Linked DNA regions of Mus musculus: regions 2 and 3 are each linked to region 1. A link is a contact called in public Hi-C and HiCAR-type data. All regions are on one chromosome and are shown on one strand. The core of a region is the stretch at or near the end of the contact, and the rest is flanking DNA. Distances in the headings are between cores, read along the strand shown. Region 1 overlaps Hivep2 (human immunodeficiency virus type I enhancer binding protein 2). Region 2 has its middle 7.4 kb from the start of Gm40603. Region 3 has its middle 69 kb from the start of Gm40603.

Evidence for each region. Hi-C and Micro-C count contacts between places; a contact is called where the count stands out from the background. HiCAR-type assays count read pairs that join an accessible place to other places.
Region 2: a Hi-C map of CD4 T cells shows a contact between it and region 1, with 2.9 times the contacts expected there. The contact joins two enhancer-like sites. A contact is called at or near these places in 24 of 484 Hi-C or Micro-C datasets (the C2C12 cell line, CD4 T cells, adipose-derived mesenchymal stem cells and 14 more) and 5 of 115 datasets of contacts at active chromatin or transcription factors (CD8 T cells, T-cell acute lymphoblastic leukemia, embryonic forebrain and 2 more).
Region 3: a HiCAR-type map of PVALB interneurons shows a contact between it and region 1, with 4 times the contacts expected there. The contact joins two enhancer-like sites. A contact is called at or near these places in 1 of 39 promoter capture datasets (hippocampal neurons), 1 of 15 datasets of contacts at CTCF or cohesin (the NIH/3T3 cell line), 18 of 484 Hi-C or Micro-C datasets (the C2C12 cell line, the N1E-115 cell line, adipose-derived mesenchymal stem cells and 8 more) and 1 of 115 datasets of contacts at active chromatin or transcription factors (PVALB interneurons).

The regions. Positions count from the first base shown.
Region 1 is chr10:13,982,528-13,985,227 of GRCm38.p6, forward strand. The region is part of intron 1 of Hivep2 (human immunodeficiency virus type I enhancer binding protein 2); the gene reads left to right. Among named protein-coding and RNA genes, the nearest start is that of Hivep2, 17 kb to the left of the region's middle. Within about 2 kb of position 1,309, at least 300 of the 459 cell types and tissues checked have an H3K27ac peak or open chromatin away from gene starts, as enhancers often do. A contact at or near this core is called in CD8 T cells, PVALB interneurons, T-cell acute lymphoblastic leukemia and 2 more, where this site is marked.
Region 2 is chr10:14,328,470-14,331,169 of GRCm38.p6, forward strand. No RefSeq gene overlaps it. Among named protein-coding and RNA genes, the nearest start is that of Gm40603, 7.4 kb to the left of the region's middle. Within about 2 kb of position 1,387, at least 18 of the 459 cell types and tissues checked have an H3K27ac peak or open chromatin away from gene starts, as enhancers often do. A contact at or near this core is called in CD8 T cells, T-cell acute lymphoblastic leukemia, cortical neurons and 1 more, where this site is marked.
Region 3 is chr10:14,389,874-14,392,573 of GRCm38.p6, forward strand. No RefSeq gene overlaps it. Among named protein-coding and RNA genes, the nearest start is that of Gm40603, 69 kb to the left of the region's middle. Within about 2 kb of position 1,303, at least 17 of the 459 cell types and tissues checked have an H3K27ac peak or open chromatin away from gene starts, as enhancers often do. A contact at or near this core is called in PVALB interneurons and cortical neurons, where this site is marked.

The sequences.
Region 1 (2,700 bases), core at 59-2,558:
CTTTTGATGCTTTAAAAGATTCCTGGTAGCCAGGTGTGGTGGCGGACGCCTTTAATCCCAGCACTTGGGAGGCAGAGGCAGGTGGATTTCTGAGTTTGAGGCCAGCCTGGTCTACAAAGTGAGTTCCAGAACAGCCAGGGCTATACAGAGAAACCCTGTCTCGAAAAACAAAACAAAACAAAACAAAACAAACAAAAAAAAGATTCCTGGTAGAGAGTCCTATTAGGGAAACTGCAATCAGGATCGGGCAAGGAAAGTGCTTCTTCAGCCTCTGAAGATGCATGCCTCTTCTTGCTGGGGCCGGGCGGGGGTTGGTGGGCGGGAGTTGAGTCCTGCAGGACCGTAAGGCGTCAGGTGGCCTCTTGTGGGACTGCAGACCCGGGAGGCGCAGCGTTGCAGCGGGAGTCTCAGCGCACGCCCCCGCCTGCGAGCCCCCGCCCTGCCGGCAGCTGACCTTTGGCCCAGGGGCGGCCATCCGAAGGCGCTGACTGCGATGACGTCTCCCTGGCTGTCAGTGCACAACAGGAAATGCTCTCCGCCTCCCCACTTCCTGCCTGGAGAAAGTGGGGCTCGCTGCTCTAGCAGCCGGCCTAGTTTCGGGGCCCATGCGGAGCACCCTGGTTGCGCAAGGGCTCTGGGTGCAAGGCCTGGCAGGGGCTGCCTGGGCGGAAAGCCAGGGTGAGCACTGGCCGCGGACCGCCCAGCCTGGGGACCCCGAGCATCCGGAGGGGTCCCGGAAAGGAGGCCCCAGTGCTGAATAATGCTGACCTCACAGGGCCTCTGTTGATTCTCTGTTGTAAAGCCCTGACAGGAAGCCTCCTCTTTAACCCTCCTTCCAAAGGCCACCTTTGACTTTGTTGTGGAAATACTGACAAGGGCATCTGGGGCAAAACCTAAATATCAGGCCTGGGGACCCTGCAGGACAGACCCCTTCATAGTCATTTAAGCCATTGTTTAGGTAAAGTGAGGTTTTCTTTTCTTTCTGTGTGTTTTTTTTTTTTAAATATGAACCATTTTGCAAACTTAGGACAGTAATACATCAGTAGCTGTGGATGTATTATCTCGAATTTGCAGATATTTTGCTGATCTCTTTCTCCCTGGTAGACTTCAAACAACGGAAACCAAAGCACGTCAACCTAGGCTTATTAATAAGACATGTTTACATAACCCTTGAAACTGCATTTTAGAACGATATACAATCTATAATTTAGTACCGCGGATGCCCGTGTCGCGCATGCTTGCCAGTACGATAAAGGGAAGAGCCGTCAGCTAAGCAAGCATTGTGCTTATTTCCCTGGCTGACTCATGAATAGGCTTTGTCATGGGAGACTGTTCTTCTGGCCACACGGCCAAAATGCCAAAGTTCACTGGGAGGTCTACTGAGGTTTCTTATGTCAAACACTTGACAGAGTTTTAGTTAGATGAAAATACTGTGTAGTAGTTTCTATTAAACCCCAGGAATATTGTGGAACACGCACTTTACTCTCTGTGTTCTGCTACACTGACCTATGCTTTTGAAAGCGTAGCTTAAATGTCCTCACATGATTAGCCCATGTGTGTAGCATATGATGTCATTAGCCTTGGGAACTGTCAACTGATTTATGCAGTGAAGAACTTTAAGGCTATTTGAGAAGAGTTTTAAGTAAGACCTGTGGGTCTTGAAATCATGTCTTTGGTTTGTTTGTTTGCTTGCTTGCTTGTTTTTTTCTTTCTGGTGTGTATCTGTGGGAGGATAGTTTTGTTTCTTTTGAACTTCTACAGATTATAGAAGGCTACTCAGGGAAATAAACTTGGAGCATAAAAATCAGGGCAAGTTGTAGTTGAGGGGGGCTGACATCATTGTGTAGGCATTACCACATGCTAGCACACCTTATCAAACACAGAGCCTAAAGAATGTTAGGCAAGCTTGCTACCACTCAGCTGCACCCATGATGCAATCTTGATTGTTTAACAATTTGAAGAGCAAACAAGACCATGGGAATTAAAATCTCAGTGGAATAGAAGAATGTTACATTAGTAAAAGATTAAATTTGGGAGGTGATTTTCTTGTCCTTGTACTGACATAGGCAGGAGGTACATTGGATGTCCTGTAAACTATTGAAGTACATGTGAATTTCATCTTTGAGGTTACACTATGTTTGAGCCCATTGTCCATTGCTTTTCTGTATGATTTAACCACTTCTAAATCCAGCTTGTCCGTGTATGACATTAGCATTATGCAGATATTTATTTAGTAGTCGATTAATAAGGATCAATTACTCCAGATTTGAATTAACAATAATCTCCAGTTTTTATGCACCTTCTTGTTCGAGGTGCTAAGTAGGATCCTTAGACTCATTAACTAAATCTCATAATTGTCAGGAGAGTAACATACACTTGTGTGAAAACCATTTTATGAGGAGCCCTTCTGAGTGGTACCAAATTAGAATTTTTATAATATTTATCCAAACCAACATTTGATCTATATTTGTGGCTCAAATATATGTGCTTCATTTCATCCATGAATAGATATGCCTAGTTTGGAGGAAATACTTTTTTTTTAAAAAAAGATTGTATGTATGTATGTTTGTATGTATGTATGTATGTATGTATGTATGTATGTATGTATGTATATGAATACACTGTAGCTGTCTTCAGACACACCAGAAGAGGGCATCGGATCCCATTACAGATGGTTGTGAGCCACCCTGTGGTTGCTGG
Region 2 (2,700 bases), core at 137-2,636, 350 kb after region 1:
GCTGTCGTGATGGAAAAGAAACAGCACAAATGCAACACAGGCAAGTATTTATGGGGATTTTGGCAGGGAAGCAGACAAGATAGCTTAGAGGAGTTATATCTGCCCACCTGTAGTGCTACAACGCTTGTTATAAATCTAAAAGGTCTCTGAATCTTTTATTTAGACAATAGCAGGTTAAGGATAACTGCCGCTGTAACAATTTCTAGCATTAATTAATATATACAGACTATTAGTAATCATTTTACAGTTATTCTCTCTAGGATAATATTGAAAATCGGTTTCTCCTGGATCATTAAATCTGAGCTGACACTACATTGACTGCTTTATATACTGTGTATCTTATAGTATTTGGTTCTTTATGAGTTAGGGCAAATCATGCATCTGCTTGTCACAAGGATTTTCTTTTCAGTGGCTTCCCATAGAAACGAACAACTCTTGGTGGGTGGCTCTTGAACCACATGTGAGAGAAATGCAAAAACTACTGCTTCGAATACAACTTCCTGTCTCCTGAGGATATAACAGAGAGAGAGAGAGAGAGAGAGAGAGAGAGAGAGAGAGAGAGAGAGAGAGAGAGAGAGTGTAGTCCAGATGTCACTACCACCACCACCAGACACAACTATGCCTTCACTGTCACTTTCACTGAGCATATCTGTGAGCATGGTGTAGCAGCCATCTGAATACTCTACTGCTGGGACTTGCATGTTGTGATGAACTATCACCCAGGCTTGTGAGCCAAATAAAGCATTTCTTCCTTAACACTGCTTTGTCAGAATAAGTTGTCATAGCAACAGGAAAAGAAACTAAGACAGAAATCGGTTCCAAGAAGTAGGGCCATTGCTATTCTAAACTGGACTACAGGTCCAAAGGACAAAGAAGTTTTTTTGGGAACTGCTTTGTGGGAGGAATGTTTGTGGGAGGAGTTTGGAACTTGAGGCTAGAAGTTCTGAACCTTCTAAGAGTGTTTGAATGATGGAAGCAGAGATTAGTGGGCCATTTTACGTGAAGCTTTCCCGACAGTGATGTTGAGAAGTACAGGAACAGTGGAGCTCGAGCACAGCAGGTTTCAGAGGGTCAGAAGGACCGTGTTCGGAACTGGGAAAAGGACCATTCAGTGTGCTATTTGAGCAATAATCCAGATTCATTATTCCAGTGCACTGAGAATTTAAATGAAATTGGATGTAAGGTTCAAGGGCTAACTTGTTTAATAAGAGAAAGGTGTTGGGGAAAGTTGAAGTTTCAGACACGTGGAGTGCAGTCAACAAGGCATCTTACCTGTCAAAGCGATTGGTGCCATTAAAGAGAAACCTCCCATTCTGCACTAAGACAACAGGAAAGAAAGCCTAGCACACAGAGGCTGTTTCAGATCTAATCTAAGGCACACAGGCAGGCTACACCTTGAGTTGGCAGCAGAACGTGACGATGACATCTACATAGTACTGGTTTTGAAGGCAGAGCTATAATGTTGAGGTCTTCATGGATGGCAGATGTGAGCCAGTCAAGTACTGTGTAACAGGATTTGACTCTCTTCAGTGAGGTCCTGAAAAGACCGTCTGTGACGCTGTGAAAGTGAAGCCCAAACTTCAGTGGAGACCCCAGGATACTGGAGATGCCAGGACCTTATAGGACCTTAGAACATCCACTAAGGAGGGCTACAGGTATAGAGTGGAGCTGGCCTAAGCCTAAGAGAGCACCATGTGCTATGGATAGCAGAGTTGGAGGAGTGGGCTACACAGGTCTTTTGGAGACTGCTTGGCTATGTCATAAGCCTCAGATTCTAAACATGAAGCTGAAGGATTTGGTGTTTGCCCTGGTAGATTTTCGTTCTGTTTCATTTTATAGTTTCTTGTTATGCTTTGATTTTACAACAGTGCTTCTTGCTCTCTGCCATTATTTTCTAGAGACATGCAACTCAGTTTTCATTCTGCACAAGCTCACATATATATGTATATAGACATATATGTATATATGTATACATATGTATGTATGTATGTATGCATTAAGATGGTGATGAGCTTATGGGAACAAAGGTTGCAGGGTATGGGTTAAAAGTGATATGTTTGCATGGCAAGTTGACTGTGGTGAAGTTAGGCTGGTTGGCACTGACTGTAATTCCACATCGACAAGTCAAGCTTTTGGGCGTACTTATTAGGGAGACTCTTAGTTGATCTGGGAAGAACCAGCTTAATTATGAGCAGGGCCATTCACTGGGTTGGAGAGTCTGCACTATATAAAATGGAGAGGGTAGCTTGATTTCTAGCATTCATGCTGTTAATTCATTCCTTCTATTATTGATAGTAAGTGACTATGACCAGGTCTCTGAAGCTCCTTGCCACCATGTCTTCCTCGCCATTGTGGGCTATAAGTTGGAATTTCGAGCCACATTAACTCTATTTTTAGATGCTCTTTATCATATTTTATCATAGCAACCAAAAAATAAACGAAGACTGAAGGTTTGCATGTGGTCAGAGTCAGCAAGCTCAGAGATAATGCCAAGAGATAATGGATTCTAAGAGGTGACTGGCACCTTGCCCCAACTCCAACACATTGTGAAGTCAGGGACAGAATAGTCAAATCCATTACAAGCTTAATTGGAGCTTCGAGATTCTTTTTCAAATCACACAAACTGAGAAAATGACACTGTTTGGTGGCATTTGAAAAATGAATAAAGATGCCAGGAAATTAGCCACCTCCTGGTCTTCA
Region 3 (2,700 bases), core at 53-2,552, 410 kb after region 1:
AGCGGTCGAGCTGGTTCCTCCATGGAACCTTCTCCCTGACTTTCTAGTCTCTTTGTTGTGGGAGGGTACTCTTCAGGTTACTGAAAGAGAAATATGGACACCAACCCAACCGGAAAACCTTTGACCTATAATCTGTCCTGCCTGCAAAATGTGCTGGAGCAAGGGTGGCCCAGAACTCCTGGGAGTGGCCATCTAACGTCTGATTTAGTTTGAGGCCCACTCCACTAGAGGGTCCCCGTGAAGGACACTGGTCAGGAATTGGAGACTGGATAGTCCAGAGACCTAGGGTAGAACCCAACTTGACTTGCCAAAACCAAAACCAAAACCAAACGAAATAAAAATAAACAATAAAACGAAAAGAAACAAAACTCAAGAAATGTTTCCTTTTAAGATTCTGCTGTGCTCATAGGTCTATGCCGTTTCTAGGCATCATGAGAGAGGCATCCACTGGCAGCGGGTGGGAGTGGATGCAGACACAGTATGTGGAGAGAGAATCTAAATTGGGGGTCTCCATCATGTCCCACCCCTCAGAGCTCAGGGAAGCCAGTGGAAGAAGTAGAGGCAAGATTGTAAGAGTCAGAGGGTCTGAATTCAGGACACCAGGAGAATGTGGTCCACAGAATCAGCTAAGCAGGGCTCAGAGAGACTGAAGTGGCAAGCTTGGGGCCTGTGTGGCTCTGCACCAGATCCTCTGTGTATGCGATGGAGCTGTTAGCTTGTTTTTATGAGACCCCTAACTGTGGGAGCAGGTGTATCTCTTGACGTTTTTGCTTACTTTTGGGACCTTCCTATTGGGTTGCTTTGTTCAGCCTCACTGTGAGGCCTTTTGCCTTGTCTGAGGTAGTTTGTTTTGTTATATTTGGTCATTGTCTCTTAGAGGCCTGGTCTTTTCTGAAGGGATCAAGAAAGGGAGTAGGTCCTTGATGGGTGAAGGGAGGGGAAACTGTTTTGTTGGGATCTATTGTATGAGATAAGAATCTATTTCAATTTAAAAAAAGAAAAGGAAAAAGAAAGGAGTTTTAGCCGTATTTTGTTTCTCTTCCTTTCAGTACAACATTTTCTCTCAGAAATGTGATTTTAAGCAAGTAGGGAAGGGCAAAATGAAATTTAAAGAGAAGGTTGGACATTTCTCTTTTCTTCATTTACCATGCGCGTTCACCAAAAGCACGGAGCAAACATTTCGGCTGTTTGATCAAAGATTTCAAGGCTGACCCCACGCAAGAGCTGAGCAGTGCAGTATCTAGCATCACCAACCTTGCAGGATTGATGCAGAACGCTGTGGTCTAGGGCTGTTAGTCTATTGTTAATAGGACAGTGCCATCTGCTGGTGATGTAAATATTTACAGTCGCCTGCCTGAAATTGATATCCTTGAGGTGATGAATCCTGTTTGTTATAGTATTACTTTAACAGTACTTAGAGAATCAAAGTGAGGGATAGTATCATTTCATTGTCTTATAAAAGAAATCCTCTTACTATTCCGTGAGAAATGACAAGGTCCGTGCCCTCACCAGAGACAGCCCAACCATCCAGAGAGTGCCTGGTCTTTAGATGGTTTGCCTTCAGGCTGAAGGAGCTGAAGGAGGGAGCAGGGCGTCACCCAGTGGACTCATATAGCCATGGCAGGAATGGAAGGATGCAGTCCGTGTTTCACAGTGAGCTCCCCAAACCTTTGAAGAAACAAACCCAGGTGTCTCTAGCTATCTAGACTGCTGTCCTTTTAAAGCAATATCTTCTCTACCAGACGTTTCCCATTGATTAAGGATTGGAAGACAGGTTGCTGACAAGCGAGGCTTCTCCGGATTTTATCCGCTGTCGTTTCTGGGGCAAAGTACCACTGAAGAAGGGACTTTGCCACTGTGGTTAAACCAAACCGTTGGAGATGAAGGCTATCCTAGACCAGTGGTTCTCAACCTTCCTAAGGCTGTGACACTTTAACACACGTCCTCATGTTGTGGTGACCCTCCCAACCATAGAACTATTTGTGTTGCTACTTCATAATTGTAATTTTATGACTCTTGTGAATCATAATGCAAATATCTGTTTTCTAATGGTCTTAAGCGACCCTTATGAAATGGTCATTCGACCTTCAAAGGGGTTCACTGCCTATAGGTTGAGAACTACTTAACTATAACACTAGCATAAGCACTTGGCGTGAAGTGCAGGGCTTTTGGTTTTTTTGCAGCACTCAAATGGAAGATAGGGTTTTGATCATCCTTACCAAGGGCTGTATTCCAAGTTACAGAAGTTGTTTTGTGCTGGACATATTATTACTGTTTTTATTATCCTAAGACAAGACTATCAAATCATATGCTATTTATAGAATGGTAGAGTAGAGAGTGTACATGGGTAAATGAGGTTTTTTCAATAATTTTAGACACTAAGGACATGACAATGTGATGAAAGCAAAGGTCACACGGGGTGTGAGGGAATGCCAGGAAATGAGGCAGACATATAGGCAGGGAGGGGGACACAGTGACAGCCAGTGTGACTTAAGCAGGTGTTAAGAAAGGAAGAGAGAAAGGTCATGCTAGTGTCAGAAACTGTAGACTACAAAAAGGACAAAGTGAAAATCTTAGGAGAAGTCCTATGTGCAAAGCTGAGCCCAATAAGGCAACCTTGCATCTGGAACATGCCGTGGAAGCCTGGGTGACATATTGCCGAGCCTCTTGTCTTGAACTTTCTATAGCAAAAGGGAATAA